2 separate regions of the Macaca mulatta genome follow, and region 1 is linked to region 2. Evidence: chromatin contacts called from public Hi-C data. All regions are on one chromosome and are shown on one strand. The core of a region is the stretch at or near the end of the contact, and the rest is flanking DNA. Distances in the headings are between cores, read along the strand shown. Region 1 holds the start of TTF1 (transcription termination factor 1). Region 2 holds the start of DDX31 (DEAD-box helicase 31).

Region 1 (5,579 bases), core at 2,007-4,506, 270 kb before region 2:
TCTCTGCTTAAAAAAAAAAAAAAAAAAGAAAGAAAAAAGAAAAAAAAGAAAACAAGGAAGAAAAAGATGGTTTATCTGTCTTGTTCCCCTCTGTGTTTCTACCACGGAGAAGCCATTAGACCCCATTAGAGTGCAGGATCCTGGCCGGGCGCGGTGGCTCAAGCCTGTAATCCCAGCACTTTGGGAGGCCGAGACGGGCGGATCACGAGGTCAGGAGATCGAGACCATCCTGGCTAACACGGTGAAACCCCATCTCTACTAAAAAAATACAAAAAACTAGCCGGGCGAAGTGGCGGGCGCCTGTGGTCCCAGCTACTCGGGAGGCTGAGGCAGGAGAATGGCGTAAACCCGGGAGGTGGAGCGTGCAGTGAGCTGAGATCCGGCCACTGCACTCCAGCCTGGGCGACAGAGCCAGACTCAGTCTCAAAAGAAAAAAAAAAAAGAGTGCAGGATCCACAAAAGGGCTTCGCAGTGGGGATATCAGGTATCCACTGACCTCAAACCAGAAGTCAGCCTCTTTGTGAAAGAAGTTGGATATGCCTTGTTAGTGTCCAACAAAGAGCAAACATTCTGCAAAACACTGGAATAAATTTCATAAGCCACTAACGTTAATACTCACATATCAGGTGTGTGCACTTGGAATTAAAATACAGTAACAGAAACGCACTTTCCAAAAGAGATGATTACAAATATAATTTTGCAAACATGTCTTATTGTTCTCTTTGCTCTGTGTTGCTTCTGGGTTTCATTTGTTTTTAGATTTTATTTTTGGCTAAATAACACATTTACATGGTACAAAAATCAAAATAATCTTCATATTTCTTCTCCTTTCTTACACAGAAGGTAACAGCTATATATTGTGATCTGCACTTGCTATTTTTCCTTAACAGACCCCAGAGCTCTCTCTATATCAGCGGTCTTTAAAGTCTGAATGCTAAGCATATTTTCTACAGAAGCTACCTAGTTTATCCTGGGTAGTAAATATCAACTGTATTAGACAAGAAATAGGTCACTCCCCCAAGTCTAACACACCTGCTTGTGCTGCCACATCCTCTCTCTCTCACTTGCTGCAACAAAGGAAGTGTCCCTTCTTCTGTCAAAGGCTATTTCCTTCTGTTATAGGAAGGAAAATGTGTGCTGGCTCCCAACCCCCTCCTGCCTTCTCAGAGAGATAGTGGTCCCCCAGGTACCCCATCTCTCTCCTGTATCTTCAGCCTGTGTTTTCTAGTAAAACACCAATAATATTTAATCTCCTCTAACTTAAAAAAAAAAAAAAGCAACTGTCGTCTAACCCTAAGTCTCATCCAGCTGTTCTCTTTCTTCCCCTTCACAGCAACATTCCTGATAGAGAAATCACTCTTTTCATTACCTCACCTTTCATCCACTTATTAACCCACATCCTTGGAGCTCCCACCCCACTACTCCACTGAGACTGCTCCAGCAAGAGTGTCCTTAAAGCCACTAACTTCAACAGATGCTTTTCAGGCCCATCTTTTAGGACCTCTTAATAAATCACAAACAGAACAGATTATTATTATTTTTTGAGACGGAGTCTCGCTCTGTCGCCCAAGCTGGAGTGCAGTGGCGTGATCTTGGCTCACTGCAAGCTGTGCCTCCCGGGTTCACGCCATTCTTCTGCCTCAGCCTCCAGAGTAGCTGGGACTACCGGTGACCGCCACAACGCCCGGCTAATTTTTTTGTATTTTTTAGTAGAGACAGAGTTTCACTGTGTTAGCCAGGATGGTCTCAATCTCCTGACCTCATGATCCACCCACCTCGGCCTCCCAAAGTGCTGGGATTACAGGCGTGAGCCACCGCGCCCGGCTGATTTCTTTCTTTCTTTTTTTTGGAGACAGAATCTCACTCTGTCACCCAGGCTGGAGTGCAGTGGCGCGATCTCAGGTCACTGCAACCTCCGCCTCCCGGGTTCAAGCGATTCTCCTGCTTCAGCCTCCGGAGTAGAAGCTGGGATTACAGGAACACGCCACCAATCCCGGCTAATCTTTTTATTTTTAGTAGAGACGGGGTTTTGCCATGTTGGCCAGTCTGGTCTTGAACTCCTGACCTCAGGTGACCCACCTGCCTCGGCCTCCCAAAGTGTCAGGATTACAGGCGTAAACCACAGCGCCCAGCCTTGATTTCTTTATATAACATTTCCCCTTCCATCAGTTCCTTTCCTTCTTTTTTGTAAATACTTCCTCTGGTCTCTGGAGCCTAGTACAACCTTCTAAACATATAGTCTCTCCCTGCTAAAAACTTTTTAGAGTTCCCCTGTTATTCTTAAGATAAAGTCAAAATCCTCACAGACCTGCAAAGGTCTTCATTTCTTCATAATCTAGCCTAGAGATGGAGAGAGGTAGGTCCATGCCTACTTCTCTACCTCTCACTTCTCTCTAGGTTTCAGAAACCCTGCTTTTTTCAGTTCCCACCACACTTCTGGCAGTTATAATATGATCGGCTTCTTGAGGGCTGGAATTTTGGCCACCTTGCTCCCAAATGGCTCCCCAGTGCTCCAAACATATTGAAAGAACGGATATACATTTATCCCCCCTTACTCAGAACATACACTTCCCGCCCTGCAGATATGTGCTCAAACCTGGTCCCGGATTCTCTCACCGCCTTTGAGGTGCCAGAAAAACCCCGCTCCGCTTCCAGGTGGGCGCTCCAGGGCTGAGAGGGGAGGAACTAACCAGATGTGAATTCTCCATCTTCTCACTCCCAAAGACCCAAGCCTCGGCCAGGCGCGGTGGTTCACGCCTGTAATCCCAGCACTTTGGGAGGCTGAGGCGGGTTGATCACCTGAGGTCTGGAGTTCGAGACCTGCCTAGCCAACATGGTGAAACCCCGTCTCTACTAAAAATACAAAAATTACCTAGGCGTGGTGGCGGGCGCCTATAATCCCAGCTACTTGGGAGGCTGAGGCAGGAGAATCGCTTGAAACCAGGAGGCGGAGGTTGCAGTGAGCCGAGATCGCACCACCGCACTCCAGCCTGGGCGACAAGAGCAAGACTCCATCTTTAAAAAAAGAAAAAAAAAAGACCCAAACCTCAGTTTCCCCAAGATAAGGCCTGGGGCGAAGACGCGGCCTGGAGACCTCAGGCCAAAAGGCGGGTCTCCCAGAAGACGGGGAAATCCACCACCCCACGCTGGGTTTTTACGTGCGCATTTTGAAATGCAGAAACAACTAACAAAGGCGCTTTCAACTTACCCTCCAAAAGCGCTGCCACCTTTCTCCCAACCCGGAAGTGCTGCTGTTGAGGAAGCGGAAGTAGTAGTGCGTCGCCTTCCGGCCCCCTCGGCGTCACGCTGTCATGGTAACACGGCTGCCGCTAGGCAGTGGAAGCGCGCGCAGTTGTCTACCCATTTTCCTTCTAGGTCCTTTAGAGGTCAGGTGGGGTAGAGCGTGCTCCTAAAACGAAGAAAGTAGGACAGAATGCCCCTCCATTGACGTACTAATGCATGCGTGCATTCCATTTATTCCAGTTTTTGGTGAACTCCAGGAACAACTTGGGAAGACAGATGACAAATCAACTAAGATAATTTCAGATTATCTTGTAAGAAAAATAAAATAGGGTAACATGATGGAGAGTGACTAGGGGACAGTGGGTATTACTTTAGATGTAAGGGAGGGCTCACTGAGGAGTGACATTTGAGCTGAGTTTTTGGTGAACTCCAGGAACAACTTGGGAAGACAGATGACAAACAAAGCAACTAAGATAATTTCTGATTACCTTGTAAGGAAAATAAAATAGGGTAACATGATGGAGAGTGACTAGGGGACAGTAAGTGCTACTTCAGATGTAAGGGAGGGCTCACTGAGGAGTGACATTTGAACTGAGTTCTAAATGAAAAGGGCAGGCAAAAAATCTAGACAGAAGAGTGTTCCAGGCTGGAAGTGAATGGAAAAGTCCTGAACTTGGTTGGTGGAGGACCTGGGAGAAGACCAGAGCAGCTGGAGCAGAGAGTGAATTCACAGAGTGAACCCACAGGGTGACAGGTCGCACACGCCCAGCCTAAGTGAATGCATGTGAATGCAGGGGAGGGGGTAGGAGATGAAGTCAGAGGTCTGCAGGTGCAGAGTCTGATGGATGTTAAGCTTGGATGAAGTCTTAGAAGGTTAGAGCTGGCAGGAGTTTGGAGATCTATCCCAGTCTTCCCATTTCAACAGAGTCCTGAAAAGACCTAGCTAAAAGGGCAGCTTTAACCTGGCTATCAATTCAAGGCCATTATATTTACCAACCAAACGTTTAACCTTTTTGGATAGGGAACATATACGATATAGGCAACAAGTTTTCTCACTTAATCCTTGTAGGTATCTATGAGGTATTATTAATCCCACCTTGTGGATAAGAAACCTGGGTTTACAGTAACTTGTCAAAGGTGACTTAAATGGGCCAGCCAGAAATCAGACCTATGCTCTTTCTACTACTCCACTATCTTGCCCCTCACTGTTCCACCTGACTTCTATGTGATCTGCCAAGTGTCTTTGATTTAAAAATGCACAACCTATGCTTCCATGAAAGTCTGGAAGGGAAGCAGGTTGGAGAAATGATGAACCTATATATGCTGCTCTGGGACGTGGATGTGCAGTTGGAGCTCTGTCTGGAGAAGTCTGTAAATGTGGTGGTGTCCACTGTTGATACGTAAGGCCTTGAAGTCCAGGTTCGTCATTGGTGTCACGTGTTCTGTGGTGAGCCCACTTACCCAGAGCCTTGTGGTACTAGTGATGCATGAATGAACCCACAAAAGGCTGGCACTAGAGGAGAGATTAGAGATCATACAGGTTAGTGGTTTCCAATCCTCCTCCAACTGCACCAATCACTTGGGAAGCTTTTTTGTTTTGTTTTATTTTAAATGTAGATTCTCAACTTTGCAATGGATTTTATAATAAACACTATTGTATCACATTAAAATCTTCGGACATGATAATGACATTGTAGTTATACATGGGAATGTCCTTGCTACCTGATGAAGTAACTAGGGTTAAATATGGTGTTGACAGATACTTTTTCAGGTGATTTTGTATTGTGTGTATGTGCATACTCACACACTCACAGAGAGAGAGCAAGAAAATGTGGCCACTGCTGGGGATGGGTGAATCTGTTAGTCCAAATTACACCATTTTGTAAGCCCCCTGCCATTTCACAGCCCTTGCTTAGAGTGAAACATTCCACAGGGGTTCAGGCGGTGAGAAACAGCATGCCTCTTATCATATTCTGCTGGGAGAAAGTGCCAGGAACATCACATTCCACCAGAACAAAGTCCAAACTGCCTCATCATGGGAATACCTTATCAACATCTTCCCAGGCAGTAGGCTATTCCCCCCGGGGCCCCTCCCTGCCCAGGCCTATAATTTCCCCAGCTTGTAAGCAGCGGTGGGCACTGCCATTCAGCTGGTCTCCCACCTCTGTAGGTCTTATGCTGGACATAAAGCCTGCATTTGCTGTAGAGCCGCCACTCTTTCTTTAACCCTCCCCTTCCCTTCAAAATCTAACAGAATCTAGGTGAAGCCTATATGTATTTTCATTGTATTCTTCTTTTGACTTTCAACTTTTCTATAGGTTTGAACTTTTTCACAA
Region 2 (5,428 bases), core at 1,020-3,519:
CCTCCATTGCACGTGGATGAAAATCTGTCCCATTTGGCCGGGCGCGGTGGCTCACGCCTGTAATCCCAGCACTTTGGGAGGCCGAGACAGGTGGATCACGAGGTCAGGAGATCGAGACCATCCTGGCTAACACGGTGAAACCCTGTCTCTACTAAAAATACAAAAAAAAAAAAATTAGCCGGGCTTGGTGGTGGGCGCCTGTAGTCCCAGCTACCCAGGAGGCTGAGGCAGGAGAATGGCGTGAACCCGGGCGGCAGAGCTTGCAGTGAGCCGAGATCGCCACCGCACTCCAGTCTGGGCGACACAGCGAAACTCCGTCTCAAAAAAAAAGAAAATCTGTCCCATTTTTGAAAGCTCTTCAAAGAAAACTCCTAGTTGGCCAGTCCTCACTCCTGCAACAAACGAACCTTCCTCATGGTGACGAAAATAGTTAAACTCTAAAATATTTGAAGAGACTTATTCTCAGCCAAGCATGAGTGACCACGGCCTGTGACCCAGCCCTCTGGAGGTCCTGAGAACATGTGCCCAAGGTGGTCGGGGTGCGGCCTGGTTTTACACATTTTAGAAAGGCATCAGACATCAATCAAATACATTTCAGAAATACACTGGTTTTGTCCAGAAAGGTGGGACAACTCAAAGCGGGGACTTCCAGGGTATAGGTAAATTTAAACATTTTCTGGTTGACAATTGGTTGAGTTTGTCTAAACACCTGGGATGCATACAAAGAAAATGCTCAGGTGAAGATAAGATTGTGGAGACCAAGGTTCTTTTGAAGTCTTCAGTGGCTGCCCTTAGAGACAACAGACAAGTGTTCCCTATTCAGATCTTTGAAAGGTGGTAGACTCTTAATCTCTTTAGGATTGCGAGGGCCTGGAAGAAAAAGATCTAGCTTTGTTAATAGAGATTCTTTACAGATGGAAATTTCCACGCCCCCCGCCCTGGCCACAAAGAACAGCTTTGCAGGGCCATTTCAAAATATGGCAAAGAAATATGTTTTGGGGTAATATTTTAACTTTCTTCTTTGTCACATAATATTAGGCCAGAGCCAGACTGGAAAGTAAGTCACGATATATAGGGTTAAATGAAAGCCATCTGATGAGAATTTATGGTTTGTAGCGCATGACTCTTCCCAAACAGGAATGTAGGAAGATTTAAATAAAAAATAAAAAAATAAAAAAAACCCAGAGCTTAGTCCGCACTCAGTCGAGGAAACTGGCTTAGAGAAGTTAAGCCTTGGCCTGGGACTTGCGCCGGAGCGTCAGGTCCTACCTTCCACGGGAAACAGCCTCTAATTCTTTCCTCTACTTTTCCACGCGCAGGAGCCAGCTCCCGCCCCTCCACACCGCTCCACTCCCCCCTTCCAGGCGCATCCCCGCGGGTGGTGTTCCGGTTAGAGACACGTGTTTCGGCGCAACTTGTCCAGAAGCTGCCCCGTGTCTGACTTTCTCCCGCTGAACTCCGTAAATGACTCGAAACCCGACTCTGAGGCACGGCTGCAGCTCGCGGCGCGCCGAGAGCCGGGCCGCGGGTGGGGACGGAGCTGAAGCCAGGTCAGAACTCACTCGACTCGCCTGGGCTGAGGGACGTCTGGAGAACGTCCTGGGGTTGTCCGAGAGCGAACTGTCGGCGGCTGCCATGGCCTGCGTGGGTGACGCGTGGTGCAGCGGCGAGCCGGGTGCGCAGACCTGCTGGGCCCGGGACCCCACGTGGGACGCGCGAGGACCCTGCGCCACCGCCCCTTCCGGGTCCGGAACGGCTCCAGCTGTACGCACCAGCCCCGAGAGGAGCCGGGGACGGCGGCACCGGCCGGGTCGGGGCGAGCCGGGGGCGCGTGCCCCCGCCGGGTGGCAGCCCCGCTCTGCGTCCCTCGCGGCGTGGCAAAATCACATTCGGCCGAGAGTTCACGCTGGGGAAGCTCTCTGAATGCCTCTGAGAAACGAGGCCCGGCGCCATCTCACCGACGAGTCTCCCCTTTACTGCTGCGTGCGTTTCCTCGGCACTTTAGGAACTAAAGCCTAACTGGGTAGCTCCCTAACAGGCTCTGGAGCTCAGTCCCAGCCTGGGCAGGGGGAAGGGGGTCCTCTTGGCTCCCAGCTCGCGGTCCTTTTTCTGGACAGGCAGTTCCTCGGCCACCTGGCAGAGCCGCGTTGCCTGGCAACGGCGGGGTCCTTCCTGGCTCGGCGGCGCTCGGGGCCTGAGGGGAGAAAACCGCCGCGGAGGGTGCTGGGGGTGGCGGCGGCGGTCCGGGAGGTGGCGGCGCGACTGAGACGCGGGTTTGGAGCGCCAGGGCGTCCGACCTCTGCACCTGAGAGAAGATGAACACGGCCGACCAGGCCCGAGTGGGGCCCGCGGACGACGGGCCTGCGCCACCCGGAGAGGAGGAGGGAGAGGAGGGGGGCGGCGAGGCGGGCGGGAAGGAGCCAGCAGCGGACGCGGCCCCGGGGCCCAGCGCTGCATTCCGCCTCATGGTGACTCGGCGGGAGCCGGCCGTGAAGCTGCAGTATGCGGTGAGCGGCCTGGAACCGCTGGCTTGGTCCGAGGACCACCGCGTGTCTGTGTCCACGGCCCGCAGCATCGCTGTGCTGGAGCTCATCTGCGACGTGCACAACCCGGGCCAGGACCTGGTTATCCACCGCACCTCGGTGCCCGCCCCTCTCAACAGCTGTCTCCTCAAAGTAAGTCATCCCTCGCCATTCCCAGAGTCTTCCCCTGTCCCCCTCTCGCGGCCGCGTCATCCGTCCCAGGGGAATCCGGTCCCGCACTCGGTGCGGGGATTTCCCTCTTCGCGCCGAGCGCTGGGGATTTATTAAGCAGCCAGGGTTGCCACCGCTTTAAAAAAAAAAAAAAAGAAAGAAAGAAAAGCCCTGCAGCTGTCTACACCCTGTTTCCCCAGGTCACCCGCCGCCCCAAACACAGGTACACACCCAGGGGGCTTTCCCGGAGTTAAGTCCCGCCAACCCCTCCTTCGCCCCAGCGTCGGGCCGGCACATGGAACGGGTTACTCGGTGGAGCTTTCTGAGACTCCACCCCCTGCAGATCCAACCCGGGGCCTGCCTCTGTCGTTGCTCCTATTGTTCGGGGCCGAGTTTCCGAGCTTCTTGGCTGGCTTTGTCTACTGTGTGTGCCCTCCTCTCGCGCCACTTTAGCTTGAGAAAAGAAAAACTGGTCCTATCCATAGTCTTAACTGTTTAAGTGACTTTATTATGAATGGTCCTCGCCTCTCCTTGGGCAAACGGGTAAATACTGGATCTCGGGGTTTGTACTCTAGTTTTTCTTCACTAACCAAACATCTTTGGGATGTAGAACGAAAATAAAGACTCGAAACAACTGCATATCTTAAACTTCAAGCGCAAGGTCAAGTAGTAAGCCATAGCGTTCCTTTTAGTTGCTTAGAGGGGTAAAAACTTTCCATATATCCTTAATAGAAGCGTACACTTACGTGTGATCTGTCAAAGTGTATATTCATACATTCAATAGATATTTGAATACCGCTGTGCTTGGTGCTACCGCATGTTCTGGAAATAAAGCAGTGTGCAAAATAGAGCCCCTGCCCTCATGAAGCTTACATTCTTTGGCAAGTCAAGCACAAATGATAAGGTCCTGTCAGGTAGTGATAAGCATTAGAAAGATGTGTATCCACACACAGAGAACATGTTGATGTGTTCGTAAACTCTTATTCTGTACAGCCATTTAAAATATGAGTCATTAGCTATAGGTAGGGTGATGATAACCCTCATCACTTTGTAGCATATTTAATTCAAGTTTCAAACAGCTTGTTGTTAGATTGTTCGTCAGCTTGTATGACTGAGCTTTCTCTGAGATCTTGAAGAGGATGTGAACACATTTGTTCAAGTGTAAACAGATCAGATAGACAGATGCAACCCTATGAAATTGAGAATTACAAAAGGAGGAAGGCAGAAGAAAGGTGATTTAAAAGGTGTATCTTCTGCTGAAAAGGCACTTAACTGTTTCCAAGGATATTCATACGCACATCAACTCAAGGAAAGTATGTATGTCAGTATGGTAGAGATCGAATACCTTAGCAGAGAGAATGTAAAGAAAGGAGGGAATAGTAAGAGGAGAGACTTTTATGGGGCAGGTCATCTGGTGGTGAATCTACAGCAGTCCCAAAGAAGGTAGCGTTTGGTTTGTAAGAGGAAGGAAGGAAAGGGCATTCCAGGTGGTGGGAATGAGGCATTCATCCCATGTGCATACACGTTTAACTCATGAACATCATTTACGATTGTTTGTATAATGACGGATCAGTACATGAGCTCAAATAGGTTTTCTAGAGAGTCAGAGAAAGTAAGATGAGGCCAGTTGTGCACTTGGAAGGTTGGTATGAGGAAGTTGGCTTCAATCTAGGAAGCCTTCAAGATGTTGTTAACAGTTTCATTAGCATAGAGTGACCTGCTGTGGTTCAGGAACATTGCTGGATAGAGGCAAGAAGATGATTGCTGGGATCAGTGTAAAATAGAAGTTAAGAGATTGGGCTTTGGCACAAGATAGGCCTATCTATAAAAGAGGGATAATGAAACCCTGTTTAGGCTTTTTGGAAGATTGAATTAAACATACATAATCACTTGGCCCAATTCTTGGCACACTGTAAATGCTCAAGGTGAAAATATAATGCAGTTATACAGGTATGAAGGAGTAGGAGTCTGGATTAATATTGTGGTTGTGGACTGTCATTTTGCCTCACCTGACATTTAACACAACTGCTACCTAGTAACAGGAAATCCTTATATAGCTGTCTTATAGTTGACAAATGGCTTCGACGAAATTAATTAGTAACATCTTCCCCTTCTGTACTGTGGTGGTTTTTTTTTTTATGCACATCACATAAACCATCAGTCCTTTTGCAGTCTTTTTAGACTGATTGAAGTGAGTGAATTCCGAATTGTCCCTGCAGTTCTACAAGAGCCCTCTGTGGGTTAAAACTCTTGTGTGATGGTAGGAATGTAAAGAAGTCCGTATCAGCTCTTTGATGACTCCACCCATTGGCAGTCTGTGGATTTAAATCTGCTCGGTGCTGTGCAGCATGCCTTCGGTCTAACCTAAACAGTGGACAGTCTGCAGCACAGATCACAGTTTTAGTGTAGCATTGTTAGAAAACTAGGTACTAAACACCTTTGAAGCTTTTGCTCTATGATTATGTTATTTAGATTATGAATTTGCAGGAAAATCTGCAGTTATGTAATAGGTCAGACATTAATTATCTATCAGCTGTTTTATAAGATTGTATGGTATAAAGGTGAACAGTATAAATCTGAAAAGCAATGAAATAGTGATTTAAGAATGTCAGAATTGTTTTTCCCATTGGACTATTGATTTAGTGACTCATCTAGTGAGTCATTTGTGTATAGTTCCAAATTCTGATAATATATGTGTACCGAATTGTATTGCGCATCAATTGTTAGGAGCCTTA

What was found. Hi-C and Micro-C count contacts between places; a contact is called where the count stands out from the background.
Region 1: a Hi-C map of cortical neurons shows a contact between it and region 2, with 3 times the contacts expected there. The contact joins the promoter of TTF1 here to the promoter of DDX31 in region 2. A contact is called at or near these places in 2 of 14 Hi-C or Micro-C datasets (cortical neurons and fetal cortex germinal zone).

The regions. Positions count from the first base shown.
Region 1 is chr15:15,067,606-15,073,184 of T2T-MMU8v2.0, reverse strand. TTF1 (transcription termination factor 1) reads right to left here and starts at 3,256. Exons shown (of 12, transcript XR_013405343.1): 1 at 3,209-3,256. It overlaps LOC144334999 (a long non-coding RNA gene), which reads left to right and starts at 443. Exons shown (of 2, transcript XR_013405360.1): 1 at 443-1,576; 2 at 3,062-3,239.
Region 2 is chr15:14,793,012-14,798,439 of T2T-MMU8v2.0, reverse strand. It overlaps DDX31 (DEAD-box helicase 31), which reads right to left and starts at 2,269. Exons shown (of 21, transcript XR_013405346.1): 1 at 1,563-2,269. The region is part of intron 1 of SPACA9 (sperm acrosome associated 9); the gene reads left to right. GTF3C4 (general transcription factor IIIC subunit 4) reads left to right here and starts at 2,226. Exons shown (of 5, transcript NM_001260973.1): 1 at 2,226-2,675. The coding sequence starts at 2,316.